Regions from separate parts of the Mus musculus genome. Here regions 1, 2, 3, 4, 5 and 7 are each linked to region 6. The links are chromatin contacts, called in public ChIA-PET, Hi-C, HiChIP or PLAC-seq and promoter capture Hi-C maps. All regions are on one chromosome and are shown on one strand. The core of a region is the stretch at or near the end of the contact, and the rest is flanking DNA. Distances in the headings are between cores, read along the strand shown. Region 1 holds the start of Jdp2 (Jun dimerization protein 2). Region 2 overlaps Jdp2 (Jun dimerization protein 2). Region 3 holds the start of Isca2 (iron-sulfur cluster assembly 2). Region 4 has its middle 20 kb from the start of Npc2. Region 5 overlaps Batf (basic leucine zipper transcription factor, ATF-like). Region 6 holds the start of Eif2b2 (eukaryotic translation initiation factor 2B, subunit 2 beta). Region 7 has its middle 23 kb from the start of Fos.

What was found. Promoter capture Hi-C pulls out the DNA fragments that hold promoters and counts their contacts. Hi-C and Micro-C count contacts between places; a contact is called where the count stands out from the background. ChIA-PET counts read pairs in DNA pulled down with a chosen protein or histone mark. HiChIP or PLAC-seq counts read pairs in DNA pulled down with a chosen protein or histone mark. Capture Hi-C pulls out chosen DNA fragments and counts their contacts.
Region 1: a contact with region 6 is called in a promoter capture Hi-C map of adipose tissue. The contact joins the promoter of Jdp2 here to the promoter of Eif2b2 in region 6. A contact is called at or near these places in 1 of 484 Hi-C or Micro-C datasets (natural killer cells), 2 of 115 datasets of contacts at active chromatin or transcription factors (effector CD8 T cells and memory CD8 T cells) and 1 of 9 other capture datasets (adipose tissue).
Region 2: an RNA polymerase II ChIA-PET map of memory CD8 T cells shows a contact between it and region 6, with 15 read pairs. The contact joins the enhancer-like site here to the promoter of Eif2b2 in region 6. A contact is called at or near these places in 3 of 115 datasets of contacts at active chromatin or transcription factors (embryonic stem cells, memory CD8 T cells and pancreatic cancer cells) and 1 of 9 other capture datasets (adipose tissue).
Region 3: a Hi-C map of regulatory T cells shows a contact between it and region 6, with 3 times the contacts expected there. The contact joins the promoter of Isca2 here to the promoter of Eif2b2 in region 6. A contact is called at or near these places in 10 of 39 promoter capture datasets (the 3T3-L1 cell line, 3T3-L1-derived adipocytes, cranial neural crest and 6 more), 2 of 484 Hi-C or Micro-C datasets (embryonic stem cells and regulatory T cells), 3 of 115 datasets of contacts at active chromatin or transcription factors (embryonic stem cells, memory CD8 T cells and stem cell-derived neural progenitor cells) and 1 of 9 other capture datasets (pancreatic islet).
Region 4: an H3K4me3 HiChIP or PLAC-seq map of bone marrow-derived macrophages shows a contact between it and region 6, with 4 times the contacts expected there. The contact joins the enhancer-like site here to the promoter of Eif2b2 in region 6. A contact is called at or near these places in 8 of 39 promoter capture datasets (the 3T3-L1 cell line, 3T3-L1-derived adipocytes, embryonic stem cells and 4 more), 1 of 484 Hi-C or Micro-C datasets (regulatory T cells) and 2 of 115 datasets of contacts at active chromatin or transcription factors (bone marrow-derived macrophages and memory CD8 T cells).
Region 5: a contact with region 6 is called in an H3K4me3 HiChIP or PLAC-seq map of bone marrow-derived macrophages, with 4 times the contacts expected there. The contact joins the enhancer-like site here to the promoter of Eif2b2 in region 6. A contact is called at or near these places in 9 of 39 promoter capture datasets (the 3T3-L1 cell line, 3T3-L1-derived adipocytes, cranial neural crest and 5 more), 3 of 115 datasets of contacts at active chromatin or transcription factors (bone marrow-derived macrophages, effector CD8 T cells and memory CD8 T cells) and 1 of 9 other capture datasets (adipose tissue).
Region 7: a contact with region 6 is called in a promoter capture Hi-C map of pre-B cells, with 3 times the contacts expected there. The contact joins the enhancer-like site here to the promoter of Eif2b2 in region 6. A contact is called at or near these places in 7 of 39 promoter capture datasets (cranial neural crest, embryonic stem cells, liver and 3 more), 6 of 484 Hi-C or Micro-C datasets (CD4 T cells, embryonic stem cells, erythroblasts and 3 more), 1 of 115 datasets of contacts at active chromatin or transcription factors (astrocytes) and 4 of 9 other capture datasets (adipose tissue, embryonic stem cells, liver and 1 more).

What each region holds. Positions count from the first base shown.
Region 1 is chr12:85,597,551-85,600,978 of GRCm38.p6, reverse strand. Jdp2 (Jun dimerization protein 2) reads right to left here and starts at 1,563. Exons shown (of 4, transcript NM_030887.2): 1 at 1,365-1,563.
Region 2 is chr12:85,623,431-85,626,547 of GRCm38.p6, reverse strand. The region is part of intron 2 of Jdp2 (Jun dimerization protein 2); the gene reads right to left. Among named protein-coding and RNA genes, the nearest start is that of Jdp2, 26 kb to the right of the region's middle. Within about 2 kb of position 1,672, at least 91 of the 459 cell types and tissues checked have an H3K27ac peak or open chromatin away from gene starts, as enhancers often do. A contact at or near this core is called in memory CD8 T cells, where this site is marked.
Region 3 is chr12:84,771,912-84,775,064 of GRCm38.p6, reverse strand. Isca2 (iron-sulfur cluster assembly 2) reads right to left here and starts at 1,795. Exons shown (of 4, transcript NM_028863.1): 1 at 1,694-1,795; 2 at 1,388-1,490; 3 at 1,157-1,272; 4 at 1-522. The coding sequence starts at 1,764. The coding sequence ends at 348. It overlaps Npc2 (NPC intracellular cholesterol transporter 2), which reads left to right and starts at 1,953. Exons shown (of 4, transcript NM_023409.4): 1 at 1,953-2,279. The coding sequence starts at 2,198.
Region 4 is chr12:84,751,283-84,754,367 of GRCm38.p6, reverse strand. No RefSeq gene overlaps it. Among named protein-coding and RNA genes, the nearest start is that of Npc2, 20 kb to the left of the region's middle. Within about 2 kb of position 1,582, at least 120 of the 459 cell types and tissues checked have an H3K27ac peak or open chromatin away from gene starts, as enhancers often do. A contact at or near this core is called in bone marrow-derived macrophages and hematopoietic stem and progenitor cells, where this site is marked.
Region 5 is chr12:85,697,137-85,700,616 of GRCm38.p6, reverse strand. All of the region lies in intron 2 of Batf (basic leucine zipper transcription factor, ATF-like), which reads right to left. Among named protein-coding and RNA genes, the nearest start is that of Batf, 12 kb to the right of the region's middle. Within about 2 kb of position 1,941, at least 19 of the 459 cell types and tissues checked have an H3K27ac peak or open chromatin away from gene starts, as enhancers often do. A contact at or near this core is called in adipose tissue and bone marrow-derived macrophages, where this site is marked.
Region 6 is chr12:85,217,988-85,221,224 of GRCm38.p6, reverse strand. Eif2b2 (eukaryotic translation initiation factor 2B, subunit 2 beta) reads right to left here and starts at 1,744. Exons shown (of 8, transcript NM_145445.4): 1 at 1,501-1,744; 2 at 1,283-1,403; 3 at 980-1,128. The coding sequence starts at 1,663.
Region 7 is chr12:85,495,580-85,498,848 of GRCm38.p6, reverse strand. No RefSeq gene overlaps it. Among named protein-coding and RNA genes, the nearest start is that of Fos, 23 kb to the right of the region's middle. Within about 2 kb of position 1,713, at least 123 of the 459 cell types and tissues checked have an H3K27ac peak or open chromatin away from gene starts, as enhancers often do. A contact at or near this core is called in adipose tissue, astrocytes, extraembryonic endoderm stem cells and 3 more, where this site is marked.

The sequences.
Region 1 (3,428 bases), core at 314-2,813, 380 kb before region 6:
CAATTTATTGACAAAAGGTTCAGAGGCCATCTCCCCCCAGTCCTTCCTGCAACCTTTCAAACCACCCAGCACCCAGCTCTTCAGGAAGATTCTAGAGCTCCTCTGAACTGAAGCCAACGTGGAAGGGAAACAGAGGAGTCTTTGAGAAATCCATCCTCCCTACTACTTTAGGCAAAGTGAAACCTCTGGCGCCTTAGAGGCAGGAGAATAGTTGTTTCTATCCCCGGACCTCAGGTTTCTGTAAAGAACCCTGCTCACACCTGATCCCCGGTTAAACTCTTCCCTAGAAACCTGCACGGGAAGATAAGCCCGCCATCCAAGCTGAAGCCAGCCAGATTTGCTGAAAAGCAGGGAAAGCAAGAGGGGGTGATTTTTAAACCCTGGAGGGTGGGGGAGACTTGGGGGTGAGGTCGAGGGACGAGGAAGACAGTTGCTAACAGCCTTTGGGACAGGCAGGTACCCAGCTGTGGTACAGAGCCTGTTTCCCATGCTGCCTGAATTAAGATCCTGGGTAGAGTGGCCCAAGATTTAACAATACACAGACCTGTGCCACAGTCCCCTGGAAGGTGCCACTCCAACACATAAGGGCTGGACAATCTTCTAGGGGGAGCTGACTCAAATAGTCGATTGATTCCCCTCTTGCACCCGCCTCTCCACCTCTATCCCCAAATGGCCCATCCATTTCTGCAAATGAGTCAAGGCATCCCAGGCCTGCCAGCTCCTCCAGATACCCAGGCAAAGCCTGTTTCTGCCGCTCCAAGGGTCCAGGAAGCCTAGCCTTCTTGGATAAGAGGGGAGGAAGAGTGCCTTCTAAACTGGGCAGGTTACCTAAAGAAGCCTGCTTACCTTCTTATATAACCTGATGTGCCTGACGGGATCCCAAGGGAACTGGGGACTGCCCCGTGGTTCCCTCCTAACCCAGCCAGAGCCCGCCGCAGCAATGCTCTTAAGCGAAGGAAGCCCTGTTGGTTAGATGCCTTTCTCAATACCCTCCCCTCCAGGTCTTGCAAAGAGAGCTACGGAAGAGGCTGAGGCGCGACCTGTCAGCAGGTCTGGGGCGTGCATGCCCCCTTGAGTCCCCCGCAGTCCCCGGCACAGTTTTCTCCCGCTCACCCCGCCCTCTCCTCCGTCTGTGCACAGCCTCCCAGCAAGAGCACTGGGGAAGGAAAGCAAGGAGGGAGCGCCCCGCTGTCCCGGCCACAGACAGGACTGTCCTGCCCAGCCGGGGAACCACCGGTGGGCAGCGGCTGCAGCCATCCGATAGAGTATTCCGGCCCTGGGGTGGCGGGAGCCCCAGCGGTAGCTACTCCGGGGGAGGCCACCCCAGGTGCCCGCAGCCCCGCCTCCCCCCTCCGTGAACCCACCGTGCAGAAGCCGCTGGCGGAGGCGGCGGCCCCGGGCCCAGAACCCTGCTGCAGGCGCGGTGCCCACTCCGCGCTGCTGCCGCCCGCTGCCCAGGCCCGTCCCGGCCCGGGAGCCGCCGCGGCGCCAGCCCCGCCGCCGCCGCTGCAGCGTCCGCTGCCGCCAGCGCCCCCCGTCGCGGCCGCCGAGTGTCCCTCCCGCAGGCTGTGGCGGGCGGCGGGACGGGTTGCATCAGCCCCGGCTATATAGCGGGCCCTGAGTGGCGGGGAGGGGTCGGGAATGCGGAACCGGCCGAGCTGCCAGCTCCACACGTCAGAGGGGGACGGAGAGGAAGAGAAGGAGGGGACGGGGAGGAGGGGGTGTGGATCGCCCGCTTCACACCCACTGACCTTCACCTCCCCCGCCGCCGGCGCCCTCCTCCCGCCGATGCTCGCGCTCCTCCGCCTGCGGGGCCGGCCCGGGCCCCGCCGCGCTGGTCCCGGCAGCATTGCGGTCCGGCGGCGCGCCCCGCCCGCGGCTCCCGAGAGCGCGAGGCAGCAGGACACGGCGAGCGGTTATGTAAGCGCATCCCCTGCTCGGCCTTGCGGCCGCCACCCCCAAAATGCTACACAGCCCGGGAGGCAGCGACGCGAAGGCGGCGGCCGGATGAGCAGAGAACCCCTTCCAGCTCAGCCCACGCCGAACCATCCTCCTCCGTCCGGTGCGCTCTCCCCCAAATCCAGAGCGAGGGTTCCGCGCAGTGGTGTCTTCGGACGCTGCAGGATCTCGCAAGCTTGTTTTGTTTTTCCGCGGAGGAGCATGGGCGGGGGTTTAAGGCGTTTGGAAGCCTTAATCCCTACCCACTGTCCACCAAAGCGTCCTGACGTCCTGAAGCCATGCGGTGAATGAACGAGCTCCTGAAGTGGAACTGCACCCTGAGGCCACCGTTGTTGTCAGTGGCTGGCCCAGTTTGAGCCAGGGCTCTTTGCCCAACTCCAGCAGGCTTTTGCCTCCCTTTGACAGGACGCAGCAGTGAGCCTACCTGACTTCTGCCAAACCTCCAAAGGCCTTCTTCCTCAAGGACTCCAGGGCCAGCTTCCGTGCTCTCTTCCCACCCTGCTACAGAAGTAGATAGTAAAGAACACTCTAGATAAAATATGACAGTCCCTCAAAGGCGGATTGTCTCAGGCAGAAATGCGTGTGGCATCTGAGAACTATTTGCACACACACATAGACACACACAGGTCTCCATACCCTTGGGGGGGGGGGCAGACCCCCGCCCTCTTTCCTCTTAAATCAGAAAGGAGTGGCAATGTTGACACTCAGTGACCTTCGGCCTCCTTCTCAGAGAGACAGCAGGTCATCACCCATAGAAGAAAGGAAGTGAAAGAAAAAGTTCAAGTCTTCATAGAGTACAAATGCTGAGATCGAAAGACCAACAGGGAGGGAAGGAAGTCCACGCGCCAAGCCGGACAAGCAGGTCTCCACGTGCGTGCCTGCCTGCAGGGAGGAATCGGTCTCCATTTTACCCGTAAGTCTTCCTGCAGGGGGGAACAGGTGAATGGAAAGAAACAGACCAAGCCCTAATGACATCACTGTCCATCTTCCCCGCCACCATCAGCCCACTTCCCTCACAACACTGATGAAAGGAAAAAAAAGAAAGACTCCAAAGGAACACACGCCACAAACTCCGTGGTAATGTGAATCACTCCTGTAGGACATGATTCTCCATCCCAGAAAAGCCAGCAGCACCTTTACAACACACAGAGATCAAAGCTGGAGACTGGGGAACTGGCTCACATGATGCTTCTCCCCTAAGATGAGGATCTGATGTTTATGGGAAAGAAAACAGGGAACAGGTGGAGCATTAAACCTCTGTGTGTCCTCTGGTGGGACTTTGAAAACGCTAAACTCATCTCTGTGCAGGGCCTAATAATTGAAAATGTGTCCTTAAAGCTGCTCTTCTCCAAGGCCTACTTTGGATCATGGCTAGGTGACAGGTGTCCTTCTGGGTCACTACTTCCTCCACAAAATAAATATGCTACAGGAAAGGCATTGGCGTGGGGGCACTAAGGGGTCTTTATTCC
Region 2 (3,117 bases), core at 423-2,922, 410 kb before region 6:
ATAGCCCACCACCACCCACAAAAACCCACTCGCAATAACAGACCCACGCAGAGCTGTCAGGCAGGACACAATGTAGGGACTGGGGTCACCGTCACTGTTAACTCTTTCTGGACAGTTGCCATCAGGCACTGTGAGGCTGGTGGTAAGGGTGGAGGCTCCAGGACCCTAAGTCTCAGAGAGCAGGTCTGCGGACAGTCATCTGCCTGTCCTCTGCTTCCTTCCTGAACTCCACCTCAGACCTGCCCGACTGGAATCTGTCTGTAATCTGATTCCCGGGGGGACTTGTGGGTATAGGAGTTTGCTCAGAGGGCCATGGTGAGCCCTTGGCCAGTCTTCCTACAAACACATTTCTCTTCTGGTTGTGCTCTTTTTGTAAGTACTGCCCTCTGCCTGACTGTTCAACCAAATGCAAACCTGAAATCACCTTAATCCCACCCCACCCCACCCGGCAGCCCATTTAACAGTCTGCAGGGATCCTGCCTGTAAGCACCAGAGGATCAGATGACCATCACCACAGCCTCTCCCAATCAGACCCTCCCAGCTGAGCCCTTCACCACCGCAAAGGCTCCCGGGAGGCCTCCCCTGGCTAAAATGTCAGTCATCTCTGCTTTCAGCCCTCCACAGCCTCCATTACCTATAGCACAGACCTTTGTCTGTTACAGGGCCCAGTGGGAGAAGGAAACCGTCTCTGACCGGCTCTTCCATAGCCTGTCTTCTTTTGACCTTTGACTTCAGCAACTGGGGCCTCCTGTCTCATCATCAGAGCACAGTGCTCTTCCCTGTCCCCAGGTTCTCCGAGTGCTGTCCCTTCTGCTGGGACTCCTTGCTCTACATTTCACTGCCACCTCAATGGAGAGTGCCTTTCTTCTTATCATCTTCCTGTCTGTTTCCTTCCAGGGGCTTTTGATGACTTGTGCTCACCTCTCTCACGTATGCTTCTGTCTCTGGTCACTTTTCCCTGAGGTTATCAATCTATTGATAGTTACTCTACCTACATAAATATCTTACCCTCTCTCTACTGCCTTCACCCAGATGAACACCCTGTGGAAGGAAAGGGCCTTCAATGTATATTCATGAATTAAATCAAGAATAGTTACTTCTTGCCAGTCGTTGATGGCACACACTTTTAATCCCAACACTCGGGAGGCAGAGGCAGGAGGATCTCTGTGAGTTCAAGGCCAGCCTGGTCTACAGAGTAAGTTCCAGAACAGCCAGGGCTACACAGTGTGATCTTGTCTCAAACAACAAACAAACAAACAAACAATATTTACTTCTCCATCTTTGGGGTTCTCTAGCACAGCTCTCTACCACCTCTCCCTTTATAGACAAAGCTGTTGGTATGATCGGTGACAGTTCAGGGTTCAAATCTAGATCTTTTGCCCCTGGGGCCCAAACATTTATGCTCTATGGAAAGGCTTATGGTCTACATGTGTCACACACACACAGTCTTTTCAGCCATGTCCTCTCACAATGGGAACATGTAGTCACAACCGAAGCTTCTACTTCTGACAGCAATGTTCGTTCTGCTTTCTCCTCTTTGGGTCTTTTTAAATTAAAAAAAAAAAAACCCAAAAACCAAAAAAACCACTGCCCGTACAGTGAAGAGGAAAGGGTAACAGCTGCAGAGCTGCAGAGCTAATGGAAGGGCCCCTCCCGCTCTCTTCAGCTTAGTCTTCACCTTTGATCATGTTCCTCGGGCCACACACTTTGCCTCGGTGGCCACATGAGACTGACGTGTGACATCTGACATTTCCAAAGCAGTTTCAAAATTATGTCTCTTGAAGGCTGGGGCTATGACTCAGTGACAGTGTTTGCCTATGGTGCAGAAGGGCCCCAGCTTCACCCTCAGCACTGCATGAACTGGTCGTGGTGGTGCACACCTGTAAAGTGGAGGCAGGGGGATCAGAAATTCAGTCATCGCTGGCTACAGTATCTAGGCCAAGGTCAGCTTAGGCTACGTGAGACTCTCTCTCTCTCTCTCTCTCTCTTTTTTTTTTTGAGAACAAGAAAGAAAACAGCACGTTTAACCCAAGGTGCAGGAAATACACTGACTCTCTCACAGAAGGTAACATGGATAAAGCAGTAAAGGAACATTAAGAGCAGGCAGGCAGGGGCACAGTGAAAAGCAGAAGCTAACAGTATTGCTAGAATCTGAAGGGTCTTAGGACGGTAGCACACACAGAGAGAGCCAGGCCTGGGCATGTGGGCATGGCACAAGCTGTACCATTCTTCAGGGTCGGAGATCAGATGCTCTGTTAGAAAGGCTGTGGGCTTCTGGGCGAGTCACGTGGCCTCTCTGAATCTTGACTCCTCAGTGCACAGGGATGGCACAGAGTGGGTTTGGAAGGACACAGCTCCATCCAGCCCAGAGCCTGGAGCTTAGGAAAGGCTCTGCAAGCATCTTTTTTTTGCATGTGACAAGGTAACTAAGACACCGTACATGCTCTAGAGGCACATTCAATCTTCCTCCTTGGCATGGAAAAGAGAGAGAGGGGTGCAGTGTTGGGGGAAGAGCCTTGCTGGGCTCTGGGCCTAGAGCCACTAGCCAGGCCCACAAGACTCCCCTCCAACACAGAGAAGCCACATTTCAACACCAGGGACCGTGAGCACCCTGGAAAGTAAACACCCAAATGACAAACATACCAGACATTCCCCACATAAACCGGCTGCACTGAGCCAGGGGTTCCCCTGCTCCCTACCAACAAAGTAGGATAGTCCAGAGGTGAAACTTTGGCCAGCCCAGGCCAGCTAGGCTGGGCCGACCACCTCTCCTGCAGGGATGAGGAAATCCCAGGGTCTCCCTAAAGCCTTCCAGGGCCAAGCCTCTGGCCCTCCAAAGCACTTCCAAAGGTTGAGTACTGAAAACTACCTGCCCTTGGCCACCTTTCTTCCCTAGCCAAGTCCATCTAGTGCAAGTGGCTAAGGGCTGAATCTCTGTTGCTTCTGGGCAGGGCCTCATGAGCAAGTTCACATGAATGGCTGTTGAAGACAGGGGCTGCAAACCGAAGCCACCTTTAAGAGCTAGGCTGGCTAATTAATGGTTAATAAGGGAGAGGGACTGGACAGGGCTGTGTCTGCAGAGGGATGCCCAGATTAGCATCAGCCAAGCAGTTTCAA
Region 3 (3,153 bases), core at 546-3,045, 450 kb after region 6:
ATAGCTATACACAGATATATAAACAATTCTGAAGGCTAGAGAGGTTAACTCCAAATTTTGGAGTCCTAGAGGTGCTACAAATTATACTGGGTTCCAACCAGTGATTACAGGTGAGGTAACAGCCTTTGGATGTGGCCTTGACATTGTACTGGGGGAGGGGAGAGTATTTCGGCCAAGAGTTAAAAGCTTCACATTCCATAATTTACAGTGGTAGAATAAGACACTTCTGGATTAAATTAAATAAGATGAGAGCCGGACATGATGAGAAAGAAACCTCTAGAATTCTACTATTCTAGGTTGTTCACACTGGTGCAGTGGTGGCAATCTCAGGGTCATCCGTCATTGTGTCAGACTTTGACAGAGAAGGATGACCCACAGGAGCAGCCTTGCTGGGCTTGAGGGTTATTCAACACTTGGAATGAGCTTCGGATCAGTTCTTGGCTGAAGTCCACCTGGGCTCCCTTAACGAAGGCCAAGCTATCAGAGTCAACCACCACTCTTGCCCCACCCTGTTCAAATACCCTGAAAAGACAAGAGGAAAGCATGAATGACAAATACCACAAACACCCACACAACACCCTGAGCCCAGAGGTGTACATCTTGTTCTCCAATGCATGGAACACTGCTTAGGACTTCTAGCTGGGACGGAACGGACTGAAGCAGAAAGATTCAACGTAAAAAAAAACAGAAGGATTATTTAAGGGCTCGGACTGAAACTAGTCCAGCCTTTTTCTTAGGGTGGAACCTTGGTGTATATATATATTTTAAACACTTATTTATTCATTTATTTTATGTGAGTATACCGTTGCTCTCCCCAGACACACCAGAAGAAGGCATCAAATCTCACTACAGATAGTTGTGAGCCACTATGTGGTTGCTGGAAACTGAACTTAGGTCCTGTGAAAGAGCAGCCAGTGCTCTTAACCGCTGAGCCATCTCTCCAGCCCTAGTTCAGCCTTTCTCAACTTGACTACCTAACGGACGCTAAGTCAATGTTCTTCCTTATTTTTAAACAAGAGGACAAATCTTTGCTGTATCCTCACAGAACGGAGAGGGTGGTAGTGTTAAGCAGACTTAGACGCTTGGAAGTTTGGAATAAATTGGGGCCACTTTTATCCTCTGATACAGCCTCTAGCGACCCATCCGTCCTCCTTGCCTGTCGTCGGGGTTAATAACTGTATCCAGTGAAAATTTGTATTGGAATCCGGAGCATCCACCTCCCTCTACTTGCAGCCTGAGGAATTCTGACCCTTCGGTGATTTCCAGAAGCCTCTGAAATTCAGGAAAGAGGATCAAGAATGCCAAGCAAGCGGAGATAACGGGACGGGTGACTAGGAAGTCTTCTAGAGCCCTCCTGGGCACCGCCGCCCCGCGTCCGACCTCCTACCTGGACGCAGCTGTCTGTGAGGCGGATCTGTCCCTCGCCAGCCTCTGGAATGGAAGATGTTGTTTCCCAGCGGGTCAAAAGCCTGGGAAAGACGGCGAGGAGCCTGCGATGTAAAGAAGGGAGACGAACCCGGGAAATGGCACCAGATGACCCTCTATGGACACCTCGTACCCAAATCTGGGGACACTTTCTTCTGAACTGCCAAGCCTTCACCCCACACCCCACCCCGCGTGAGATTTAGCCTCCCATCTATCCTGAAGACGCAGAACCCAACACCCTTCCTAAGTGACGTTCCACCCTCGATACCTTCCCGAGCGCCTAGGAATGACAGCCCTGACCGCCTCGGCAGTTAGGGACAAGGCCCTGGAGGCCGCCATCTTACTCCGCAAGCTCCGCCCCTAGCATGGTCCAAATCCCCGCCTAGCCTGGGCTTCCGGAGGAGGGGAGAAGGGGGCGGGGCTGCATCGAGCCTCCGCCCCCAAGCGTGCCTATTGGGTATAGCGAGATAAGAGGGCTTTGATTGACAGAGAACGCTTCCACTTGCCGAAGTGGGTCGGTACCAATAGAGCGGGGCGAACGCAAAGAGCGAGTTCTCCGTAGGCCCTGCCTGGAAGCGGAAGAGATGGGCGGAGATAAAGGGCGAGCTGCAGGCCAGGCGGCCCCGGAGCCCAGGGCGGGGCGCGGGCGGGCCTTCGCTGGTTACTGCTCACAAGTGGCCTGATCTGGCTCCACCCTCGGTCCGGGACAAGTTTATCTTGTGACTGCTCGGGCTGCTTTTCCTTCCTAGATTGCAGAGCTTTCATATCCACGATGCGTTTTCTGGCCGCCACGATCCTGCTGCTGGCGCTGGTCGCTGCCAGCCAGGCGGAGCCCCTGCACTTCAAGGACTGCGGTGAGCCCTGAGCCCACTCGAGGAGACCCCCGGGGGTGGATTGGGCGGGTTGCTGGAACGTGGAATTGACTAGGTTGGGACCGAAGGTACTAGTCTTGATGAAACTTAACCCCTCCGCACAACTTTGTTTCTCCTTGCATTTCGTGTTTTGGGATAATCTAAAACACTCACAAGGCGAACCGTGTGCTGAAGTTCACTAAAGTTTCTTGGGTGAACATCAAGCGGGCATATATTGCAGCGCTCAAGGGCTTTGAGATTTCAATGGACGGAGGAGGATTGCGAATTTAAGACTAGCCTGGATTTATTGAACCCTGTCTGAAAAAAGTAAACAAATAAAAGCAAAAAATAAAACAATAGGATAGACAGCAGGTCTGCATCCAACACGGATTGAAGGAATAGGCACGGGACTTATTTTGATTTATGCCTTGTATCGTCACTGGCCTTTCTCCCTTTGTTCGTTTGAAGTTTGGTTGGGAGCGGGCTGAGGCAGCCTCACTCTGTAGCCCAGTTTGGCCTTCCAAATCCCTGTCAATCCTGCTCTGGTCTTAGAAGTACCATCCACCTCCCCTCCCCACCCCACCCCCACTAACGAGACAAAAGCTAGTTCTCCTTCTCATAACATTCATTTACAAAGTAGGGTTTCCATTGTTCTAATGAATTTCATGATTCTTGATCCTTGTCTCCTATAAAATTCGTATTTCTAGTGACATCATGTGATGCCTCCCTCCCAACGCTGCCCCTGGACTCTTTATTGGAAAATATAATAGAGGGTAGAAATTCTGAGTTTGTCCAGTCAAGCCTGTACACTTAGTTGTGGGAGCAGTGCAGGGGCCCGGGGTGGAAAAGGCAGCAGTGATGGTCGAAAGACAAACTG
Region 4 (3,085 bases), core at 333-2,832, 470 kb after region 6:
TCTTCCAGAGGACTGGGGTTCAGTTTTCAGCACCCACATGGTGGCTCATAGCTCCCTGTAACTGCACTTCCAGGGGGTCAGACACCCTCTTCGGGCATGGCATACACATGATACACGGACTTATTTGGGACTGGGGAGCCATGAATCGAGGGTAGGAACTGTGGCAAAGCAAAAGTGGGGTAAAGGTGTGTCCAAACCCCAGAAATCTGATCCTGAGATTGGCAGGAGTAAGGTCTCTGCACCCCCACGTCCCCCCACCCTCACCCCTGCTCTGAGCCTTCCTGTCCTGGAGCATGAAGCTTGGGACACACACACACACACACACACACACACACACACACCGCCTTTGCCCCCTGGAGGAGGCTACACAGCCAAGTAGCCAGGTCAAGCTTCCTCTCCCTTATAAGGTCATGTCCATCGGTACCTGGAATTCCTCCTTATGCAAATGAGACCCCAGCACCCTGCCCCAGGCCAATGATGTACATTCACTCCAAAAGCCCCTACCCACGCCCCAAAGGTTGCGTAGCAGCCTTTGTTCCCCCATTGGAGCTGTCTCCCAAGAGTCTGTTCTTGCTGCACTCATAACTGCCTGATCTGAAGCCACTCTGGTCACCCAAGGTGGACAGAGACGCGGAGCCTGAACAGCAGCAGACTTACATGCAGGCGAAACACCCATAGGCCTAAAAGAAATAAAATTGGGGGGGGGGGTGAAATCTGGATGCATCAGCTTGCCTGCTGTATGGGGTGGCAAACAAATTCCTGTCTTAAACTTGGACTGACATCCAAGGTTGTCACTGCCATACAAGGAAAATGACAAACTGATATCCTCATCAAATGCACACTAATAAGTAATTATCTGAGCCTGGCAGCAAATGCCCATGGTCCCAGCACTAGGCCGTAAAGGCTGGAGGATAAATTTAAGGTCATCCTTGGCTACAGCAAGTTCAAGGCCAGACTAGGCTACCTGAGATCTTGTCTAAGGAGGGAAGGTGGGAAGGAAAGAAGAAAGAAATATGACACGATTCACAGATAAAGCAGAGTTATTCCTGAGAATGCCCCAGGCATAGGAAAGGACTAAGTGGGTAAGGTCAATTAAAGAAATACAGTCGTGGATAACCATTTTCTTTAGAGAATCCAAGAACAGTGCCCCCACAGTGGGTTGGTTTAGGGACAAAGTTGTGGTACCTAGGAGCAACACTGCCACAGAGTCAGTAGGGTGTTATTCAGAATAAGCGCTTCCTCCAGAGAAGCCCTGAGGGCTTGCTGAAAGGCCAGGATGATCAGTGGTGTGTGTTGGGAATGTGGATGGATATTGCGGTGTGATTCAAGGTAGAAAGTGGCTGTGGGTCCCCCAAATATCGACTGGAAGCTTTGAGAGGAGTCCTCTCCAGAGGAGCCCCGGGCCTAACCTTCAGCTTATAAACTGAATCCGATTCACTTACAGCTGTCAGTTGACTAGCAACTAGATGGTCTGAGTGTTCGTTGCTATGGAAACAGCTAAAAGGCCCATTGCCATAGGAACCTACCATGTTCTCCAGACCAGGGATTTGGTTGCTGAAAAGACCCGGAGGAACCAAGGAGCTTGCATAAGTGAGGGTCCCACCAGAGAATGAATGACACATGTGAGAGGCCAGAGCTTCCGCTGTCCCTGATCTGTCTGCTCGTTGCCCTCAGTGGTCACAGAGCACACACAAGTACTTGTCCCCATGGACAGTGAAGGCATAGATTCTGGAGCAGGCTTGGCATGCCAGCATTACCATCCTCCTCTCCAGGGTCTCTGAGAGGAAAAATATCGTGCTCTCTCTGGCAGGCCCCTCTCCACAAACCATATGCCCCAGCAAAGCAGCCAGCAGGTGAAGGGATTAGCTTAACTCTGACTGCCAGAGGGTCAGGCCACTAAGGAAGTTGGCAGGCAAAACAGATGGCTGCTGGTCTTGAATGCGGCAGAGAAACTGGGTGTACCAGATCAGAAAGCGGGAGGGCAGGCCAGCTGCGGCAGTCTGTTCTCAGTGTGAGAGAAACACACCACGCTGCTTCCTGCACCCCATGCATCCCCGTTCCTCTGCCAGGCAGATCAAAGTATAAAAGTCATGATTTGATGAGGGATCCTCAGCGTATCTGAGCAATGAATGGTCACGAGATTCTTGTGTTTCCCAACCAAGGGAAGTGACTCTCAAGTCACTGGTTAGTGGCAAAGGGAGAACAAAGAGAAAGTTCCTTAGTGGCTGTGTCATTAACCACTGTAAATTGTCAGTGTCATTAACTCTGCTGTAAATGTAGAGACTGAACGGATCCAACTAGGTCCCTCCAGGTCTCTGTGAGCATGAACCACTGGGATTCTAAGGGGATGTTTGGGCATAATGGACAGACAGAGATCATGGACTTGTAAGGACAACATAAACTTTAGGAATCCAGAGAGGGTTTGGGACGGAGGCTGGGGCTAAGCAGACATTTGAGAGCCCACCTCCCGGAGGTTTAGTTCAGAGGACTCATGAGATGTGATGTTGATTCTTTCTCCTATTCTGTCCGTCTGCTGGAGTTTTGTTGGTCTCAATCCCTCCCAGTAGGCTTTACAGCCTGGGAAGCCGAGCACCAGAGAGACAGATGCCCCCAGAACCTCTGGGGGAGGATGTCACTTTGAGAAGTAGTCGTTACTTACAGTTTGACTTTTAGTTGGGTTTGCAGCTCCCTACCTCCTTTGCAGTTCGTTGACTTTGGATCCTTCACAGGGCCTCTGTGTCCTCAGCTGTCACAGAGTGAGAGAATCCTCACAGCCTTTCAAAGGAGTTCTATTGGCATTAGTATCGCTATCCTTGGTGAGGAAGGAAGGTTGCAGCCATGGGAGCTGACAGGGGCCTGGAGTCACAGATAGGGGATTTGAGTAAATGCCTAGAACTCAGTGATCAGCAGTTTTTCTTCCCTCTTTATTTTTTGAGACCGTGTCTCATATAGTCCCGGCAGTGCTTGTACTCTGTGTAGTTGAGGGTGACCCGGAACTTCTGATCCTCCTGTCTCTCCCTCCCAGATTCTGAGATTACAGGTATACACCACCATGCCTAGCACTCAGGGACACTTATTTATATAA
Region 5 (3,480 bases), core at 692-3,191, 480 kb before region 6:
CTCTGCTTTTCTCCCCAGGAGAGATGAACATTCTTACTTTCTCTCTAATTCAAGGCTTAAGAGACTTAGGCCTCATGCTGCTTAGGGGGTCTAGGCCCGGGTGGGAAGGGGTGAGAGCAGCATGGGATGGTAGGGTGGTAGGGTAGAGGACGTAACCTGATCCTGTTGTTCTGATTAATGGCAAGCTGTCAAACTGTCTTGTTCATATTTATACCACAGACTTAGTGCTTTCATCAGCCTTGGCCAGAAAGAAGCAGCTGTCTGCTATGGTCAACAGTTAATGTAGAGAAAGCTCTCGTTTGAGTGTAATGTGGCCAATAAACTCACTGCAGCTGACGTTACTTGACATGATCAGTGAACAATACAATGGGCAGTGTTAATTGAACTCAGTGGATTAAAACACACACAGACACACACCACACACACATAATACACATAGACACATTCACACACATACACATATACACACATATACATATACACATATACATACACATATACACATACATACATACACACACACACAGGTATCAGTATCAGAGGATGTAGATCAGGGAGAAGGGAATGTATCGGTGAGAGTGGGGACAGAGAGTGATCAATATGTACTGCTTATATGTATGAAACTGTCTAAGAATTAATAAAAGCTGGTCTACCTAAAAAAGTCTCCAGTTGAGAGCAATCCCCAGCCTGGATCACAATGGTCTTTGTGTGCTCCAATTTCCTATCTTCCATCCTTGTATTACATATCTGGTTTATCCTTGTCACCCCGACTCTGGCTTCACATTCCGTTTCTGATGCTTCATGTTGTGTTTGGCCCCAAGTCTCTCCACAGGCCCCGTTTCCCCAGGTCTTCCCAGCCTCCTCTGTGGTTTGCAGTTGATCCTCAGTGTCAAAGCGGTTTTCATGATGTGTAGCTAGTGAGATTCTGAATTGGTTTCCAGACCTACAGTTGAATGTAAAGCCCATGAGACCAATGGCTTAGGCTTCCATGCTGGGCACACAGAATGGCCTTTTGGTCCTAATCTGCTTGGTTTTGAACTCTATCTTTTCCTTTGCACTAGTGAGTGATCCAGGTCACTGTCCTTGGTTCTCCCAAGCTTTCTGGGGATGGCTCAAGTTCATCTCTGCTGTCCTGGTATGATATTTGCTAGGACTCCTTTTTCATTCCCTAAAGAGCTCCAGCTGAGAAGATAAATTATAACCTCCTGCCAAAACCTAACAGCGATATTTCAGTTTCCTTCAGAGTTCTCAACTTTGGCCATCTTCTTTACACACACACACACACACACACACACACACACACACACACACACACACTTACACTCATGTGTATATATGTGTATATACATATATATACATACACACAGTATAACTATATTAAAGATTAATTAATTTGAGATAGGGTCTCACTATGAACCCCTGATGGCCTGGAACTTGCTATATAGACCAGGCTGGCCTCGAAATCAGAACCATCTGCCTCCGCCTCCTGAGTGCTGGGATTAAAGCTTGTACCACCTTGCCTAGCCTTCGAGAGCTTTTAAGATGTAAGGCACCCATAATCCTAGCTCCTAACACCTGCTCGCATCGCTACTTACTAGCATCCTGGTTTTTTTCAAACAAAGTGTATACTTCTTTCTGTAGAAGCTCAACCCTAGTGAAAAGATAATTTGTCTTTTGCCTTTTTTATAACTTTGTAATGGCTACAGTGTCACAAGTACTGTGTTTCATGGCCACCTCATCAAGTGCATGATCAGGAATTTACTTGAGATGGTTGCCGGGTATGGGACATTCTGATGGCTGTCAAAATATCCCTGTTGCAAATAGCACTAGAAATGCCACCTTGATGCATCCATACTGTGTTGTGAGACGGTATAACCAACAGTGAGTGCCTGCCCAAGATGACTACAGCTCCTGAGATGTAACGTTGCTGCACCTGAAGCCACCCAGAGCAGTCACAGAGAGGCACTGGATGCCATGCTTTCTAATGGAAGAAATTGTGCCAACTAGTTTTGTGAAGATTTCTTAACGCCCTAGTGAACGCCCTAGTCCCAACTGCCCACTTGTTGGGGTTTCTGGTGGGATCCGATTCAGCCTCCACCGCTACACTCGCAAAACGCAGGCCGGAGAGAGTGGAGGACGCCCACCCCGGCCGCTCCGGGTCTAGCCATGTGATCCTGGGCCCGTGGCCACGGGGTGGGCGGCGCAAACGCTGTCCGGGAAGTCCCGGCAGCGTGGCCGCGGTCGGTTCGGGAGGAGCACGGCTGCTCCAGCCGCTACTCGCTCTCTCCACGCCCACAGTCGCAAGCACACAGTCCTGCTAACTCCAGGACTTCCCTCCACCCGCAAAGTCAACTTGGAAGGGTCCCTCCCGCCTCGGCCCGGCCCGGCGGCAAGTCTCGGAACTCCAAAGGGTTCCAGGCCGTCCGCCATCCTTTCCGGCTGCCTGCTTACTGGTGCAAGCTGTCAACTTCTAATGAAGCAAAAAACAAAACAAAACAAAACACCTTTTTAAAACAGAACCTAATACATCAAAACCAAATGGGGGTAACTATTCTATTCAGGGGGTAGCTGGCAAGTTCCAGATGTCATAACTGGAGGGAGACGAATCTAGTGGCATCTACTGGGTAGAGTTTACATTTTGCGGTGCACAAGACAGCCATATATAGTAATTATCAGAATTATTAGGAGTCCTGGGGGTGTAGGCCCACAATCCCAAGCTGCTTTGGAAGCCGAGGCAGCAGTATTGAAAGTTCAATGTCTGCCTGGGCTAAACAGTGAGTTCAAGGCCAGCCTGGGTAGCTTTGTGATACCTTGTCTCAAAATTTTAAATGTAGAGTGGGGAAAAGATGAGTTATAGTTCAGCGGTAGAGTGTTAGCCTGGCATGTATAAGGTCTTTTTTTTTTTTTTTTAGTTTCTCAAGACAGGGTTTCTCTATGTAGCCCTGGTTGTCCTGGAACTCACTCTGTAGACCAGGCTGGCCTCGAACTCAGAAATCCACCTGCCTCTGCTTCCTGAGTGCTGGGATTAAAGGCGTGCGCCACCACTGCCCAGCTGCATAAGGTCCTTAATACCTTAATACTAAGGAAAAAGAAAAATGTATAAGACTCAGACTGTCAATCACCCTGAGGTTGAGAAACCCTGTCTCAATGTGTACTGTTTTTGTCATCAGAATTGAAAATTAGGTTATTTTCATTTGGGTAGGAAAAATGTGTGTAAGCTTTCTGTGTAGTTTCTGCCCACTTAGTGATGAATGTCTTGATGTTTTTCTCTCAAAGGATGTTTTTCCTTCTTAGTATACATATTAAATCATCATGTATTTAATTTAATGACAATATATTCTTCAAAAATACCATCATCCTTTTGGGGTCCTGCCTTTACATCTTCTAATTAACGGGGCCTTTAAATTCTAGGCCTAGGCTGGTGAGACAGTTAAGAGCAATGGCTGCTCTTATAGAGGACCTGAGGTCAATTCTCAGCAC
Region 6 (3,237 bases), core at 495-2,994:
AAAGGTGGCCACAACACCTCCATGGGCAGTGGGCATACCAAAGAAATACAGAAACCCCACAGCAGCTTGAGAGTGGCTGTCTGGAGTACAGGTGGCACCTAGTTTGTTTGTAAATTGTCTAACTTATTTTCAGTGCATGAATGTCTTGCCTGCATGTATATCTGTTTGCCTCATGTGTGCCTGGTCCCTGTGGAGGTAAGAGGAGGACATCGGGTCCTCTGGAACAGGACTTACAGGTGGCTATGAGCCACAGTGTAGATGCTGGGAACTAAACCTGGGGACTTTACAAGAGCAGCTTAATCGCTGAGCCGTCCATCTCTCCATCCCCAGTACCCAGTGTTAAATCTCTGAAGAACAGACTGTAACAAAAATCTGCAAGTGAGGATGGAGGCGGTATGTATATAAATACCTCAAAGGGGTGGGCATGATGGCTTAGTGGGTAAATGTGCTTGATGGGCAAACCTGGAAACCTGCCCTCCATCCCTGGAACCCACATAAAGGGGGATGCGCAAATTCTACAAAGTTGCCCTGTGACCCACACACACACACACACATACACACACCACTAATAGTAAACATTTTTTGAAGTCAAGATGAAGTTTAGTGAAAAAGAAACTTCCAAATGCGGCTTTGGGGAACTCGTTTTCTGTTTTTTGCAGCACTGGGAATGAAACCCAGAGCCTCAAGTAAGGCACTCTTCCACTGAGCTACATCCCCAGCAAGTTCATTTGCTATAAAATAAAATAAAATAAAATAACTTCCCCTAAAAGAAATCTCTCGCTTAATATACTGTTAAAGAGCAGGTCTGTCTTGAAAGATGCAGTTACTATAAGCTTGGTGTTTTCCATCCACTCCTACCAAATGGGTGTTCAAACCAGAAGACTGGTGATCTCGCCTATCCCTGTCAATGCACAATTTCTAGGGGACTGTTTCACTTGCCTGCGACCTAACTTGTCCACTTAGTGATCAGATCTCTTACCCAGTTCCACCAGCAGCTCATTAATCGCCTCAATGATGTTGGCCTTAAGTGGGGCAAAATGGAAGCTGAAATCCTCGCTCAGGCCTCCGGATGTCAAGAGTTTGTGCAGGGACTCCTGCTGATCGCTCTCGTCACTGCGCCCGTGCAGTCTATGGAGGCAACAAGACCCAAAGAGTGATCACTGGGGCAACGGGAGCAGCTCAGCCACAACAGAGGCTTCAAGCTGATAGGTGGCACGGTTTAACAACCAAAAGCCAGCACCCCTTGGTCCCACCAGGAGCCCACCCAAGCTGTGAGTTTGACCTGCCATACTCCTCCCGGATGATCTTGAGGACTCTCCGCACCATATTTCCCACGGTGGTCTCGGAGGGCTGCGCAGCCGTCATCCTCCTGCCCTCTCTGCGGATCAAATCCATAAGGTCCCCTGAAACCCAAGAGAGACCGAGTGAACGGGGCAGGCGCGCGGTGAAAGTGAATATCAGCTTCAGGAATAGAACAAGAACGAGGATGAGTTGCCGCACCCGCGTTGTTCCAGTGGTGGTCCGTGATAAGCCGGCGCAGCAGCCCCAGGGTCTCCCGAGCCATGTCCTCCGAGCTGCGCTGCCCGCCACCTCGCTTCAGAGTCTCCACGAAGCCTTCGATCCTCTCGGACAACTCCGAGCCCTTCGCCGCGGCACCCGGCATTTCCAACACCGTCCCGGGACTCACTTACAGAAGCCTCAATTGCCAAAGCACTGTTTCACTTCCGGGCCGAGAGAGGTCAACTTCCGCTCGGTGAAACATAATTGAGTTCGTGGAGTTGTAAGCCCGCCCCTCCCTCTGCTGAGGCCAATCAGAAACGTGTTAGGGCGGAGCTGGGCGCACCGCCGGGAAGTGACGGCTGGAAGGGTCCCCTTGGGAGTCTGCGCGCCGAGCCGGGAGGCCCGGAGGACGCTGGCCAGTCTGGTTGCTATGGGAACAGCGAGCGGCTCTCCCGCCCTGCGACCAGCAGAAGTGGCTTTCCTCCTTCCTGGCTCCATCGCTGCCTGATGCTTGGCAGACGCCTCCATGAGTGCGAGTCCAGGGCTCGAGACGCCCAGAAAAGTGCTGCTGCAACGCGGGTTGAACATGTTCACCTTTTCCAATGGGTTCCATTCCCCACCGACTTTATCTTTCTTTTCCCCGCTCGGTGCAAGGAATTGAACGTAGGATCTCACAGGTGCTAGGCAAGTGGTACCACCATTCCTATTCCTAGCTCTTACGTTGTTGTTTGCTTTTTTATATCCTCGGCCTCGAAAGCCCTAAGGAATGTCACTAATGAAAGAGATTCAAAGTAGAAGCTAGCCGGGCTGTGGTGGCGCACGCCTTTGATCCCAGCACTTGGGAGGCAGAGGCAGGTGGATTTCTAAGTTTGAGGCCAGACTGGTCTACGAAGTTAGTTCCAGGACAGCCAGGGCTATTCAGAGAAACCCTGTCTCGAAATAACAAACAAACAAAGTAGAAGCTAATAGGACACCAAGAATGCTGTCCTGCAATTTGGAGGCCGGCGAGTACATGCAATGTAATAAGTCCTTCCATTGACCCGACACTTACTAGGTATTGAGTGCTGTAAGTTCTTACTGTCATACAGCTACATGAGGTAGGTTCTCCTCCCCCGGCTTTACAAACTGAGAAAGAGATTCACGGTATTGAAGCAGTTAGGGAGGTAAAAAGGCTGTGCTTATCCTGGGTCCCCTGAACCCAAACGGAATTAGAATCTCTTATTTATTTAAGATAAACGTCTTGGGCTGGCGAGATGGCTCAGCCATTAAAGGCTAGGCTCACAACCAAAAATATAAGATAAATGTCTCAAAAGTGAATCTTCCAGACTTTTAAGACTTTCCTTACAGCTGATAAATTGTCTTCAGAGGGATTAGATCGGTATCAAAATCATATAAAGATAGTACAGGAAAACTGTACCTGTCATTAGCAAAACAAAAAGAAAAACCTAATAAATTACTAGAAAAATAGAATGCAGCAGTACATTAAAAAGTAAATATTTGCAATCTCTAAATAGCATATTGTTTAATTTGCTGGGGTCTGGCTCACCTGTATCTTTGCTTTCAGGGCCGACTCTACTGTGTTGCCCAGGCAACGTGCAGGGCCAGCTCTCCCAAGTGCTACAGCCAGTGGGGCAGGGCTAGCTCTCCCCAACTCATGACTCTAGGATCAGCTCTCCTGACTACTGCAGGTGGCAAGGCAGAAGGGAGAGGGCATCACACCAGTACCTGTACCATCTC
Region 7 (3,269 bases), core at 464-2,963, 280 kb before region 6:
GACTCCTGAAGGGCATAAGGTATCCTGCATTCTTTTTTTTTTTAAAGATTTATTTATTTATTATATGTAAGTACACTGTAGCTGTCTTCAGACACTCCAGAAGAGGGAGTCAGATCTCGTTACAGATGGTTGTGAACCACCATGTGGTTGCTGGGATTTGAACTCTGTTACAGATGGTTGTGAACCACCATGTGGTTGCTGGGATTTGAACTCTGGACCTTCGGAAGAGCAGTTGGGTGCTCTTACCCACTGAGCCATCTCTCCAGCCCGGTATCCTGCATTCTACCGCAGAGATTCTAAAGTCCACTCTTTCTCTCCCCTATTGGTGTGTGTGTACAGTTGTTTTAGTTGTCTTAAAAAATTATTGTGACCCCATATGCATGCACCTGTATATACACACCCCAAACACACACACACACACACACACACACACACACACACACACACACACACACACACACACACACACACACACTTCTGTGATTCTTTTGCCCAGAAAGCCAACACAGCCGTGAATCCTCTCTCCTCGGAAGGCCTTCCAGCTTCTCCACACCCCTCCTTGGTGCTGTAGCTGCTACGGGCTCTCCTGCCAGGGTCTCCCTCAACCTCCAACCCCTAGGCTTCCTGCCAGCTCCTGTGTGAAGAAGGTGCACTCTCTGAAAGTGGCAAAGCCCTCCCTGTGGTTTCTATTACTTAAAGAAACCCAGTCTCCCCTGGGCACCAGCGCTGCCTTCCTCCTGGGGTTCCCCCAACTGGCTCAGCTGTCCACTGGTAAATGAACAAACTATCTCCAGGCAACAGCCTGGCCTACAGCCGGTGACTGGTGACGCCACGCCTGATGTTCCCCTCAGCCTCACCCAAGTCTGTTTGGGCTCAGCTGTCTGCAAGGTTTTCTTTTGCTTGTCAGTTTGGGAGAGATCTTTTGCTGATTGGCTGTGGTGGGGATGGGGTGGGGCGCTGAGGTCAGAAGCCCTGAATTCAGGGAAGGCAGCTATCTCCCTGCCTGGAATTTTTTTGGCTCCCTGGAGATTTCCCCAGCATGGTAATAATATCTCCAAGAGCCAGTGTGATGACACATGGTAACCCCTCGGGCAAAGTGGAAGCCACAAAGCCAGTGGGGCATCAAATAATTCACTAATGCTCTGACCCTATGCTCAGCTCCAATCCAGAATCCTACTTACTATTAAGCTGAGTGAGCTTCAAGGATGCCACAGACATGACTAAAGGCCAGCCTGCTGTTTAATGAAACTAAAGAAGCATTTCAGAAGTTGGCGAAGGGAATGAGAGATACCAAAGGCTGCAAGAGAAGAATAAGGAAGGGGTGGTGAACTCTGGCCAACAGGAACTGCGTGAGAGCAAAGAGCAGGAAGTTCCGGTGTGTGTGGTTGCATAGGACAGAGACTGTAGGGAACGGTGGTATTGTGGGAATGGGGATGTAGCTCAGTGATAGAGCACTTGCTTCACATGTACAAAATCCTGGGTTCTCTCCTCGGTACCATAAATAAATAATAAATAAGTAAATGAAAATTATAGCAAAAATAAGAATGTATGATATATTTCAAAAGGCTAAAAGAACCTTGAAGATATGGGCGGGGGGGGGGGGGGACGGAGACGGAGTTCGAGACAGGGTTTCTCTGTGTAGCCCTGGCTGTCCTGGAACTCACTCTGTAGACCAGGCTGGCCTGGAACAAGTGCTGGGATTAAAGGCATGCGCCACCACTGCCTGGCAACCTTGAAGGTTTTTAACATAAAGAAACAATCAGTGGACCTGGCTGGACAGCTCAGCAGGTGAGGGTGCTTGCCACCAAGTCTGACAACCCAAGTTCGAGGCCCAGAACCCACACAGTGGAAGGATGGACGGTTCTCAATGCACAAGGCAGATAGCAGAGTTCGGGTCAATCCTTGTCTCGCTGAAGAGCGCCCTCTGCTGGTAGTATCTCCCCGGTTAGTTTGTAAAGGGATTTGTAGACTTATGGTTGGCTGCTCCCCATTACAGGCACTCTGAGGGACCTGGCCCTAGAATGACTACCTGAATAGACACATGTTCCCCCACTAATGCTAAGTTGACAGCCATTTGAGCATCAAATGCATCAAGGAGAGCTATAAACTATCTACTGAAGAATTAGGGCAAGATTGCCTAGCTCAAGGAAATGAAGACTCCCCCCCCCCAAAAAACACTGGCTTAAGCCAAAACCCCACACCCTGGCCCTGACCCTGGCCCTCTGCTTCCGGTCTTGAGTCCCTCCCCTTGGGGTATCTCCTGGTCTCCTAGACAAGCTGATGTCATCCACACATACAAACCTTATAATTCCCAAGGCCTTTCCCCAATGAGTCATCTCTGCCGTTACCCTCTCTTCAAAACCTTCTCCCTGTCTCCCCCTCCTCCCCAAGACAGGCCAGCCTCCCTGGCTACCCAGCAGTCAGTCCTCATTCGAAGACCACGGGTCCAAGTCTCTGATCGGCCACCTACCAGTTGTGTGGTGTAAGGAAAGAGACATTACCGTCATCTCACGGAGATCTGGGTGTTCTGCACTTCACAGAACACGTGGGGAGCATGGGACATATAGAATACCTCCAGCCCACTTAGGTCTTGGTTGCTTACCTGACAGAATGTGGGCAGGCCAACAAGGCAGACTGTACTCAATGCATTGAGAGCATCTTGGAAGTGTCACAGACGAGCATAGCCAGTGGAAAGAGTGAGGGATTTTTCAGGAAATGTTTACAATTGTTTTTATTTATTTTAAAAATCACAAGGATAAAAAAAAAAAAACTTTGGGGCTGGAGAGATGGCTCAGCAGTTAAGAGCACTGACTGCTCTTCCAAAGGTCCTGAGTTCAAATTCCAGCAACCACATGGAGATCCAAAATGAGATCTGACGTCCTCTTCTGGTGTGTCTGAAGACAGCTACAGTGTACTAATATAATAATAGATAAATAATAATAAATAAATCTTAAAAAAGCAAACAAACAAACTTTGCCAGGCGGTGGTGGTGGTGGCATACGCCTTTAATCCCAGCACTTGGGAGGCAGATGCAGGTGGATTTCTGAGTTTGAGGCCAGCCTGGTCTACAAAGTGAGTTCCAGAACAGCCAGGGCTATACTGGGAAACCCTGTCTCAAAAGAACAAAAAGAAAAATCTTTAGCATAGGGCTGGCAAGATGGCTCAGTAGGTACATTTGTTAAACAAGCCCTGTGGCCTGCTTTCCATGTCTGGATGCATGTATAGAGGGGAGAAGAGAACCTACTCCACAAATGTCCCCACAGGCATGC